Linked DNA regions of Nothobranchius furzeri: region 2 is linked to region 1. A link is a contact called in public Micro-C data. All regions are on one chromosome and are shown on one strand. The core of a region is the stretch at or near the end of the contact, and the rest is flanking DNA. Distances in the headings are between cores, read along the strand shown. Region 1 overlaps arhgef18b (rho/rac guanine nucleotide exchange factor (GEF) 18b). Region 2 holds the start of enc3 (ectodermal-neural cortex 3).

The links. A called contact is a pair of places that touch in the nucleus more often than the background predicts.
Region 2: a contact with region 1 is called in a Micro-C map of tail fin, with 4 times the contacts expected there. The contact joins the promoter of enc3 here to the enhancer-like site in region 1. A contact is called at or near these places in 2 of 2 Hi-C or Micro-C datasets (skeletal muscle and tail fin).

The regions. Positions count from the first base shown.
Region 1 is chr8:58,254,731-58,260,598 of NfurGRZ-RIMD1, reverse strand. arhgef18b (rho/rac guanine nucleotide exchange factor (GEF) 18b) reads right to left here. Exons shown (of 31, transcript XM_054752362.2): 29 at 4,935-5,271; 30 at 3,815-3,958; 31 at 2,404-3,419. The coding sequence ends at 3,175. Among protein-coding and RNA genes, the nearest start is that of enc3, 42 kb to the left of the region's middle. Within about 2 kb of position 3,693, at least 1 of the 3 cell types and tissues checked has an H3K27ac peak or open chromatin away from gene starts, as enhancers often do. A contact at or near this core is called in tail fin, where this site is marked.
Region 2 is chr8:58,296,457-58,302,324 of NfurGRZ-RIMD1, reverse strand. enc3 (ectodermal-neural cortex 3) reads left to right here and starts at 2,866. Exons shown (of 4, transcript XM_015970536.3): 1 at 2,866-3,087; 2 at 4,265-5,299; 3 at 5,386-5,868. The coding sequence starts at 4,277.

The sequences.
Region 1 (5,868 bases), core at 2,444-4,943:
TACATGATCGGAGGCGAGACGAAATGGGCAGAACAGTGGAAAGAATGAGACAGAGACAAAGAGGATGGAGGGGAGGGAGGAAGCAGCCTGGAAAAAATAATTGTTGAGGAGACAGAGGAAAGCCTCTAATGACAGCAGACAATAAAACGTGGTCGCTGCAGTAGCGTCTGCCCTGCCAGGAGGACAAAGGAGCAGGAACTGTTCAGAAGGTTCAGAGGGATTGAACGACCACAACAAGGCCAGAAAACAGAGCATTGTCTGGGAGCAGGCTGTTATTAGGCCGTGTAACCATGGGGTCTATGACACCCCTCGCACCTCCAGTACACTGACCAGTGACGAGTCAGCTGCCTAATTGGGTGGTCTGAATTTAAAAGAATAAACAAATCTGAAAATCAAGTCAGAATCACACTAATTAGTTCTAAGGGAATTATTCGGTGTTTTAAAATAAACACATTCAGACACCAAATAATTTACAGCTTTTTTATTATTACTACATTTGTCTAAGGCAGCCGTTTGTGCTCACAGGTCTCTACTGTTGTATTGTGAATAAAACAAAAACAGTACAAAAATGATCAGTTTTGCTGTTTTGCTACAGATGTCACACTGAAGTTTACAGACAAGCATCAAAATCATTCACTTTCCCCTTCAAGTAGCTACTTTCCAAAGTGACTAGTGTAAAATTGGCAGAGGAAACATTTGTGATTATTTACATTTTACAGGTCCAGCAAGTGTGTGAGGAGAGGAAACAGAAAACACACGTGTACACACACACACACATGCACGCGCACACACACGCGTGCAGACAGATGAGACTGACAGCCTTCTGAATTATACAACGGCTTAACACATTAAGCTTTTCAGTGCAGCAATGCAACATTTAAGACTTCATTAGAGCGCCGTTGAAAGCCTCCACCTGCTGAGGTTTGAGAAAAGTCTGGAGCAGAACTAAAGTGCTCTTGCACAAGTTTTCCTGTCACACAATCCCCCTCTCCTTCAGGGTGGAAAACTTCAAAGCAAGAAAATGTACCCATGCAGGCATTTGACCCCGGGGCAATGAGGTTTGAGAGTCACATCTCAACGTTCAGCGTTTCCATCGTGAGATGCTCGACAGCTGTCATCTCTTGTTGTGTGCTCGCTCTTTACAGGTTCTGGAATATTGATTCCATTCATGAAGACACACGTGCACGCACTAGAGTTCATAATGGTGGTCTCCTGCAGTTACACACCTTTGATTAAACTTATTTTACTGCTGAATGTTTACAACCTAGTCATGTCTGCCCTGCATTTGAGACGTTTGTGACAGAGGAGAAAAACATTTCCCCCAAAAAGGATTGTTGTTGACCCTCCCTGCAGATAAAAGGCCTCGTGTTTAACCACACAACCAGCACAATATCCTTCGTCATCCATGCAAAGCTCCATGTGTCTTTGGTTCAAACCAGAGGACAAAAAGCAGATAATTATGTTTTAACTGCTGCATAATCATGGTGAAACATCATTTACAGATTTTTCCAAGGAGCCAAAAGACAGCGCGCCCAACTTCAGTGCAACAACTTAAACACACGTTAGATTCAAAATATCCACATTCAGTTTCAGTTCATCAGCAACAAATGATTATGGTTTCATTACCTGCCAGGAGGCTTACACACACACACACACACACACACCAGATTGTGTGTGGTTAACATACACAAATATCCAAACGGACATCTGCTTGATTTTCACATCTTCACAAGTTTGTTAAAAGACCGCAGAAGGAAGCCAAACTAACATAATACACAACATGAAATGAACAAAAACCTCCATGTAGACAAAACTAAATGCTTACGTGTCAACATCTTTATGCAGGGAAACAAAAATCTGACAAATCTAAATCATAAACTTGAAAATGACACAGGACCCTTTTTGAACTTTAAAAATCCAGCTGATAAAATGTCATCAATCAACAAATCAAACTGTCGTCCAAACCTTCGAACCTCAGTTAAAGTGACAACTTTACGTAGTAGAAATGTACCATCAGTCAGCCGATTGGTTAGCCTGCATACGTCAGATCACAGAAACCTATTCCAGTGACAAAAGATTTTATAAAAACACAAACTGTCCATCAGGGACAGTTTAGAGTTCGGCTGGAGGACACAAGCACCAGCTGGAATATTAATGCTCCAACAGCCAAGAGGATAGAAAGTGTCGTCTCCCACGTGTTTCCTGCTGCACCATCAGCCACCTTAAATGTGGGTTAACTAGTGCATCATTTAAACAAACAACTGTCCTGGTGTCCATGATGATGAGATACTTAAAGCAAGGATTTTGGGAAATGCTTCCCCAGTTCAGACAAACTCAAACCAATTTATTGTTTTCTTTGTGCCTAAACATAAAAAAAAAGAAAACATTAATATAAAAGCCCCCTAAATTAGTTGATTTTCGTCATGTGCCAAAAAAAATAAAACACTCCTCCTGCAACTGTAATTTCTGTTTTATGTTTTCTTTTTAGGGCAACAGTTAAACATTAAAAGGCCAATATATTCATTTAATTGAAATAAAGTAGAACAGTCTAACAATTCAACAAAAGTGGAAACTACAATCAGTTCTTACCAAATAATTATGATTAAGACCAACAAACAAAAATCAAAATCAAATGAAGCTTCGCAGTATGGACAGCCGTACAATCGCATTTTACATATTTTCCACGTTAAAGTACCTTCATTAGCTTGGAATGGAGTATTTTTACATTTGTGCAAACGAAAGTTCAAACAGGCTTGGATAAAAGTCTCCGGTCCTGCAGAAGCAAACTGCGAAGAGCAACTATCCATCGCTGAACTCACCTTCTTCATTAAAAGATAAAAGGAGTCTTCTTTTAGAAACATCCTCTTCAGTTCTTTTGTTGTCTTTGGGTTAAAAACAAACAAAAACACAACAAGACACCTTTGTTTTACTCCAGATTTCCACCCCATAATTAAGCTTTGATTAAAAAAACTACCTAAATTTTAAATAAAGGCAGTTTAGATAGAAATACGAAGTCAATGTGTCCAAACGGAAATGTTGAGCCTTTCATTGAGCCGCTGCTCTGTGTGGACAAATTAACCGTGCCGTCACTGATCAGGCCTTGTGGTTCACTTGGGATCAGTGGATGTCCTGTGCTTGTTTTGTTTTAAAATCAGTGCTGCTTCTGCTTCTTCATTAAAAAAATATGACGTCCTCCTTATTGAGGTCGTCTGTGGCGATGGAGTAAGGAGGTGGTTTGCTGTGGCTCAGCCCGTGAACCTGTGTGTTTGGGCCATGGCTCGTCGGCTGCAGCTGGATGGGATCAGAGCCCTGACACTGGGGAGGCATGGAGGGAGGGGGGTGGATCGGCATGGGGGGCTTCTGCACATTTGGAGGATGGGGAGCGTCTAGTCCGAGGCTGTCTGGAGGACTCAGTTGATCTGTCAGACACAGAAAGGAACATCAATGAGGACAAGGGATTACTCTAGAAAGGACACAGTAGTCAGCAGTGTTGGGTTATTAATCCAAACTGCTATCAATTACATGATCGTTCACCATTAGCAGTAATTGTGAGAAAACAGGATTAAACTGTGTGTCAGCAGTACAGGTGGTCATCAATCAGAGGGAAGCATGTGAAACTGATGGGTGTTTACACAGGGTGAGGCCAGCAAAGCCAGCTAGGCCAGCTTTAGAGAGGAATGTGAGAGGGCGGGGTCCGCTTTGCCCAGGTGAGGAATTCTGTGTCTGTGAGAACCGATGTTACTAAACACAGCAGGCAAATGCACACATGGACCGATCGTGTTTGGGTTTGTCCAGATCAGGTGCAGAACGGTACCTGAGTGTTGGTGCAGGGAGTGGGACTGAGGAGAGGCCGCCGAGGGCGTCTGCTGGTGGGGGCTGATGGAGCGCTTGGCTTTCAGGACGTTGTCCTCTCTGGAGGACAGTTTCAAAGGAAGCATCTGCTTCATATCAACAGAGGCTACGAGGTTAGAAAGAGATGACAAAATATTAGATTGTTGTTTTAAACCAAAGTGACTGAACAGGACAACATCTTACAACTGTATGTGGGTGGGAGGGGGGAACCCACGGACACCAGTCTCCTGCAGAAACTAAAGTTCATGTGTTTTCTACTAAGGTTGTAGTGTTAAGTTGGTCTTGAAGGTATCAGCTCCACCCCAGAAAACAGCCTAAAGGAAGCAAAGTCTAGGAACGAAAGCACACCAGTGATCTAAGAGTCATCCAAGGTGACCCAAAGCAGGCCCAGACACGCATCTCATAACATTCTTCTTCACATATTTGGTGTCATTTCAAAGAGCAACTCAAAACTTGTTTGCCTCTTTGATAAACACCCATGTTTCCCACAGGCTGACGGGATTGACAGCAACACTGTTGCCAAACCTGCAGGGAAGTAAAAGGTGCCAAAAACGGAATTTTCGGAGTAGTTTCTTGCGTCCTTTACTCCTTCATTCAGGATTCTAGCCTGAGGGATCTTGTAAAGATGCTCTAAAGTCAGCTCTTACTGGTGTAAATAAAGCTCCGTCTCTTGTTTCTTCAATACGTTTGCCATGGTCTCTAGTATAAAAGAATGACTTAGGGTTGCTTTCTGTAGAAAAAAGCTCGGGCACTCCTGTTTCAGGAAGTAGAAGTCAGCCAACAGAAATGGGTTCGAGCGGGGGGGCAGAAAAAGGCAGGAATAGGAATCTTGCTCACTATTATTCACAATAATCAGAAAGCTTGCCTCTGATTGGCTAACAGAAAATTTTGCCATTTTGTGGAGTTGTTAAAGCTAGCAGTTAGCTTCTACTTGCGAGACGTGCACTGCGGTCTCCTGGACGCCAAATCAACAACACACGGGCAGAAGATTACATGTTAAACTCAGAGCGACTGATCATATTTCAAAACCAAGAAGTTTCTCAGAGAAGATACTCTTTAAGAGACAGACCCTGGGTCCTTACCTGTGCTGTCAGTGCGGTGTGAGGCCTTTCCGCTCTTCCCCCCTTTTCCTTTGCCACTGTTGATTGCTGCCAGTTTGGTTGGGATCTGCTGCTGCACCCCAACAGGTTTGTGCTGCTGGTTGGTGGTGCTGAAAAGATGGAGAGGCACTTCTGTCTTCAGAGGCAGTGTGGAGGAGCCTGCCTCTCGCCTCAGAGTCACTTCAGGGCGTTCGGGGTAGTCGGCGGGAGCGACGGACAGGCTGCCACGCACTATGGGCTTATGGGAAAGAGGCAGGTCAGACACAGCGGAGGAGCTGGACAGGAGCTCCCCGTTCAGACTGCCAGAGAGTGGGGCCACCTTAAGGTGAAAAAAATAATAAAGACTGCATGTTATTAAATAAGACATAAGCTTGATCTTGTCACAAACACAATTTTCCAAGAACTGAAACACTCCGCTCTAATTATTAGCATCGATGTTTGATTCGGTCTGGAATGGAGATGTAAAACATCTGGTTTTCATTTTTACCCCAACAAGCCTGCAGAGAGCATTTTAGCTCTAAAATGAAAGAAGCCCAGTAGTGAAGGGTATTTATGGGACTAAAGAGAGAACCGGAAACACACTGAACTTTTTCTGCTGAGCATGCATTATAGAAAGCCTTTGATGCACTGTATGTGCAAACATGATGAGGAAAATAAAACCACTAATGGCCCTTGTGCACATAAAGGCGTGTCTAAAAAAACAGGTCACTGAACAAGTAGTGAAACAAGGAAACAAACGTCATGAAAGCCGAAAGTAAAAGACAGACTGCTTTGTTTTTAAAATCAGTGGAATACAAGCCAACATCAACATTGGTTTTTTTACTTATTTTTGAAAATGATCGGCCACTGATCAGGCTGAATGTGAAAATAGTCTTCTACACCTATCTCCTGCATTATCTTCTAATAGGTGAAACGC
Region 2 (5,868 bases), core at 1,617-4,116, 43 kb before region 1:
CAGAAGCAGCTGCTGAGTGACAGAATGAGGGACCGAAGAGCATGGAGGGAAACCCGAGAAGTGTGGCATCCACCCTGCAAAGGAGGCTCCTGCTGCTGGAGTTCAGTTCAGTGCAACAAAACAATCCCACCCAGCCCCCCAAAACGCTGCCTTTTGTTTGGATAGAGATGACACTGCAGTGAGGAAAAATCTATCAAATAAAGAATTGTTTAACAACTTGTCAAATCATTTAAAGCACTGGTGGACTCAAATGGACTTTGGTTCTGAGTCTGGCCCATGTTGGGTTCTGTGGTCGGCTTGAAGGGTTCTGCCATCCCTCCTGGAGCCAAGGAGGTCACCAGCAGACTCTCATGAGCTGTGGCTCCGAGTCTGGCCCAGGTCGAGCTCACTGGTCGGATACGAGGGCTCTGCCATCCCTCTTGGAGCCATGGAGGTCCCTGGTGGGATCCCAAGGTCTTGGGTACCGAGCTTGACTGAGGGCGCTCTGGGTCAGATCCACCGGTCAGGGACCCCCCACCAGGGCTCTTACAGGCTTCCGGGTGGGTCCCAGGTCCTGGCTTTGGGTCGGGCCCAGGCACCCAGGTGCGAGTCTACGGGTCAGAAACCCTCTCCGAGACTCCTGTAGGCTACTGGAGGGCCCCCGAGGCCCAGGTACTGAACTGGGCCCGAGTCAGGCACTCGGGGCTGGATCCATCTGTAGCAGACCCCCCCTGCTCCTGGAGGCCGCTGGAGATTTAAAGCATAGGTGTGGACTATAACATGAACAATAGCTTTGACACACATCGTTAGAAGTGGCATGCCTAAATTAAATACTGCCTTTTATTAAATGTCAGTATCTGTAGACATGTTGGGGCCTGTCTCAACAAAGAAGTTCACACACTCACACACACAAAAGTCTTAATTTCTCAAATTCCTGAGTATTTGTTGCTCATAACTACACAGAAAACATGTAGCCTCCTTTCCTACTATTCTAAACTGACCCGTTTGTTTGTTGTCCAGAAAAGTTGACTTAACGCAGTGGCATTCTTCATACATTCTTTATAAATCTCCCAGGCACTCAAATCTTTCTGAAAATGCCAGGAATTTGGCTGTGGAAACAGTCTCATGCTCCTCAGAGGGACTTGACCTGCAATCATATGATCATTAAATACAGTTGAATATGTGGAGTCAGGCCTGGTACTGCAGGAGAGAGAAGATGCTAGTCTGTGTCTGCTCTATATAGTCAGTTTTTTTAATTGCGTGAATATTAAAGGAAACATTTGCTTCTCAGAAATCACCAGGCTCGAGCTACATTAGAACTAAAGACCCTAAAATTGTGCATCTATAATTTATTTTCCTAAAAACACACAGAAATCAAATTTTAACTTGATTGCTGTGAATTTAAACCCCAAACTTTGCAACTTAATGATCATCAGAATTTTTCACTAAGACAGTCAAGGCTTTAATGCATATTTTAGTTACTCACGCCGGGTTAAAAAATGCACAGAGAGCATATTTTAACAGTTGGCTCGAAAATTCTAAATAATTTATTAACATTTCTGTGAGACTGCAACTGTCTGAGGATAGTGATGATGGGCGTGTTGAACAGGATCTTGCCTTTCTAATCCACTGCTGCAGACCAGACTATTAGTGTCTCAGCTACATGTGCAACATCATGCTTAGTGTTCTGACTAAAATGCAATCTGCTGTGATTATAAGAGTGAAAATTATACAGCTTTCACCATGGGAGTCTCTTGGTGTGTCTGTGTCATCATTGCAACATGGTGTTAGCTTTACTCTGTTGTTATTGGAATAAAGTTCAATTTTGAAATATATAGAAATAATAAATTACCTGCACTTGTACAGCGCCTTTCAGAGTCAGAGGACTCCAACTCCTTACACGAGAGAGTATCATTCATCCATTCACACACACACATTCACACACTGATGGTGATGAGCTACATTGTATCCACAGCTGCTCTGGGGCATGCTGATGGAGGCGAGGCTGCCAGGCACAGGTGTCACCGGTCCCTCCGACCACCACCAGCAGGCAAGGGGGGTTAAGTGACTTGCCCAAAGACACAACAGCAGAATTCTCGGTCCGGAGCCAGGATCAAACCTGCAAACTTGCGATTACATATACCGGTATATATAAATATATATATATATATATATATATATATATATATATATATATATATATATATATATATATATATATATATATATATATATATATATATATAGATAGATAGATATAGATATAGATATATAGATATAGATATATAGATATAGATATATAGCTAGATAGATAGATAGATAGATAGATAGATAGATAGATAGATAGATAGATAGATAGATAGATAGATAGATAGATAGATAGATAGATATTTGAACTTTATTCAAACAACAACTGAGTAACAATATGTTGCTTCAACTTCTTAACACTATTAGGGACTTCTTGCATGCTTGCAAATGGATTTTCAGCACATTTCATGTTGTTTTACTCTGCTTTGTCTCAGCCAACAAGATCTCAATGTTGAATTAAAACAATTTCCCCTCAGAAGTGTTGAACTGAAGTGATTGTTGCGTTCATGTGGGCAGATAGTCTGGCAGTAGCCTGGCAAGCCAGTTCACTAGGCTGAGTCTGGCAGGTGTTTTGGGGGTGATTCATGGCATTTGTTTGGGACAATAAAGAAAAGGCTTTTCAAGGGAACTTCAGCTGATTGGTCAATAACAGTAGAAATGGGCGGTATCAGCAAAATGCAGCGGATGCTTTCAGCTGATTGGCTATTAGCAGCAAGAGTAGGCGGGGTCAGAACAACACAACGGCTGCCTTGGTTCTTTTCTCTCCGCTCTCTTCGTAGGCTTGTGGCTTTAGACCGTAAAACACACGGCTACTAACTTTTCTCATTGTTCGTCCGCGGACACGCTCAGAGCTCGAGGATAGACCAATGGCCCACATGTTTTTTAGCTGTTTAGTTCGGAGCTTCGCTTTAAACTCGGAAGGCAGATTTGTCTAAACTGCGGCGCAACTTCAAACAGAATCGACGACGAAGTTGTAGCCGAGATAAAGGAATCCGGTTCGGCCCTGCTGTCCCTTTCAAGGTAAGCATTAGACGCGTAATCCTCCTAAAAGTGTGGACCACGAGGAGTTGTGCTTTTGTGACGGTTCTTTCGTTTCCGAAGTGTGAGGAGTTCCGTTACAGGGTGTAATCCGGGAGCCTTTGAAGTCGGATGTCACGAGCAGCAGGCTGGATGTTTTCCGACTGCTGCTAACTTTGGAGGAAAGTTGAGCGCAGGCTGAAACGCTGACCAGAGTTTACTGCACAAAACAAGTTGGATTTCACGCTAAGTTCCTCCACGGAAGTCCACCGTCCTCTTTCAGCGGAACTCAATAGGCGACTTAAATTTATCTACTTTGAAACAATAGAGGCTTCAAAGCGGAAGTGATTTATTTGGTCATGTTCTAATAGACTGCTTTGTGCAACCCCTTTGCTGACGGTTATTTTTGTGAAACGATCAGGTCTATCTGGTTCAGCACATAGACGTGCTCTAAATATAGGTTTAAATCTCATTAAATCATGCCTTCCTACTTATTACAGGAGCTGTGAGTGTACACAAACCTTCAGTAGATGATCTGAAGGATTCTGTTTTAATCTGTTCCAGTCTGGTTGCATAAGTGTATCCTTAAGGAGGTGCTTTGGGGTGTCACATCAATATGTGGGCTTGGAAGCTTTGCTCTTGGCACCATCTTGCATGTGAGCCAGCTGAGGAACAGAGTGAGCTGGTAGGAATTTATTGGCTTTTCTTTAGTTGGAGGTGACTCACAGCCCTGAATTGTTTATAGGGGCCCTAAGATGTGATTCAGGATAGCACGCCCAGGTGTTGCTTCTTTGCTTAACATTGGTTACAGAGTTGTCCAGTCAGCTTAGGTTCAGCTAGTTCTGACAGTGATGTATGTTTTATTGATTTTTCCAGCATACATCTTTATGACAGAGTATACGCAACGTGTTTCCTTTGAAGACCTCCTTATCTGATCTTCTTTCATCTGCCTGCTGTTTAAAGTTCATTTCCGCTGAACTGATAAAAGTCTTAGTTTGGAACAATCATTTAGCAGCTGCTGGTTTTGTTCATTCAGAATAAAAGTCTGGTAACGTTCACTCCAAGTGAGGGGCATGTTTAGAAAACCACCTTTCTCTCCAGCTGTGTTAGGAATCAAACTGTTGGCTCAACGTGATGTGAAGCATTGCCTCTTTCCAACTGCTTCTTTTTTGCCATATAGGTCGAAGTCAAGATGTCCGTCACCAGCCACGAAAACAGAAAGTCTCGCTCCAGCTCTGGCTCCATGAACATCCAACTGTTCCACAAAACTTCCCATGCTGACAGCTTGTTGACTCAACTCAACCTGCTGCGCAAGCGAAGAGTCTTCACAGATGTTGTGCTGAAAGCTGGAAACCGCTCCTTCCACTGTCACCGGGCTGTCCTCGCCTCCTGCAGCCGGTACTTCGAGGCCATGTTTAGTGGTGGACTCCGGGAGAGCCGCGATGCCGATGTCAACTTCCACGACTCCCTCCACCCTGAGGTGCTGGAGCTCCTACTCGACTACACATACTCAGCCAGAGTTATCATCAATGAGGAGAATGCAGAGTCACTTCTGGAAGCTGGGGACATGCTTCAGTTCCACGACATCAGGGATGCAGCGGCAGAGTTCCTTGAAAAGAACCTCCATCCATCCAACTGCCTTGGGATGATGCTGCTATCAGATGCCCACCAGTGCCAGAGACTGTATGAGCTGTCCTGGAGGATGTGCCTTGGAAACTTTTCTACTCTCTTCAGAACAGAAGATTTCCTCAGCCTGCCCAAAGACAAAGTCCAGGAGCTGATCCTCAGTGAGGAACTGGAGGTGGAGGACGAGAGCCTGGTGTATGAGGCCGTTATCGACTGGGTGAAGGCGGACATGGAGCGAAGACACAATGAGCTACCTGAGCTGCTACGTTGTGTCCGCCTGGCACTGCTGCCAGAGTCCTACCTACTGAACAATGTTGCTTCAGAGGAGCTGGTGATTTGCCACAAGGTGGGTCGAGAGATTGTTGAAGACGCTGTTCGGTGTAAAATGAAGATCCTTCAGAATGACGGGATTGTAACGGGGTTCTGTGCTCGGCCAAGAAAAGTCAGTCAGGCTCTGCTTCTGCTGGGTGGACAGACTTTCATGTGTGATAAAGTCTACATGATTGATAACAAGACCAAGGAAATCACCCCCAAAACGGACATCCCTAGCCCAAGGAAAGAGTGCAGTGCTTGCGCTATTGGTTGCAAGGTATGTTTGTGATGCCAACTGCAATATAATCATCTTGTAAAATGTTTGGTGACGAAAAAAAATATTTTCCTGTCCTTCTGCTTTAGGTTTATGTTACTGGAGGCCGTGGTTCTGAGAATGGAGCCTCCAAGGATGTCTGGGTCTACGACACGTTACATGACGAGTGGTCAAAAGCAGCTCAGATGTTGGTTGCCAGATTTGGACACGGTTCTGCAGAACTCGACCATATGCTTTATGTGGTGGGAGGACACACTTCTCTGGCGGGGTCCTTCCCCGCCTCTCCATCTGTGTCTCTAAAGCAGGTAGAACAGTATGACCCTCAGACCAATAAGTGGACTCTTGTTGCCCCGCTTCGAGAAGGGGTGAGTAATGCTGCCGTTGTCGGTGCCAAAAACAAACTCTTCGCCTTTGGCGGCACCAGTGTCAACAGAGACAAATATCCCAAGGTGCAGTGCTTTGACCCCTGTCAGAATCGGTGGTCCGTCCCAGCTGCTTGTCCGCAGCTATGGCGGTACACGGCGGCAGCTGTAGTCGGTAACCATGTTGTTGTAATCGGAGGCGACACTGAA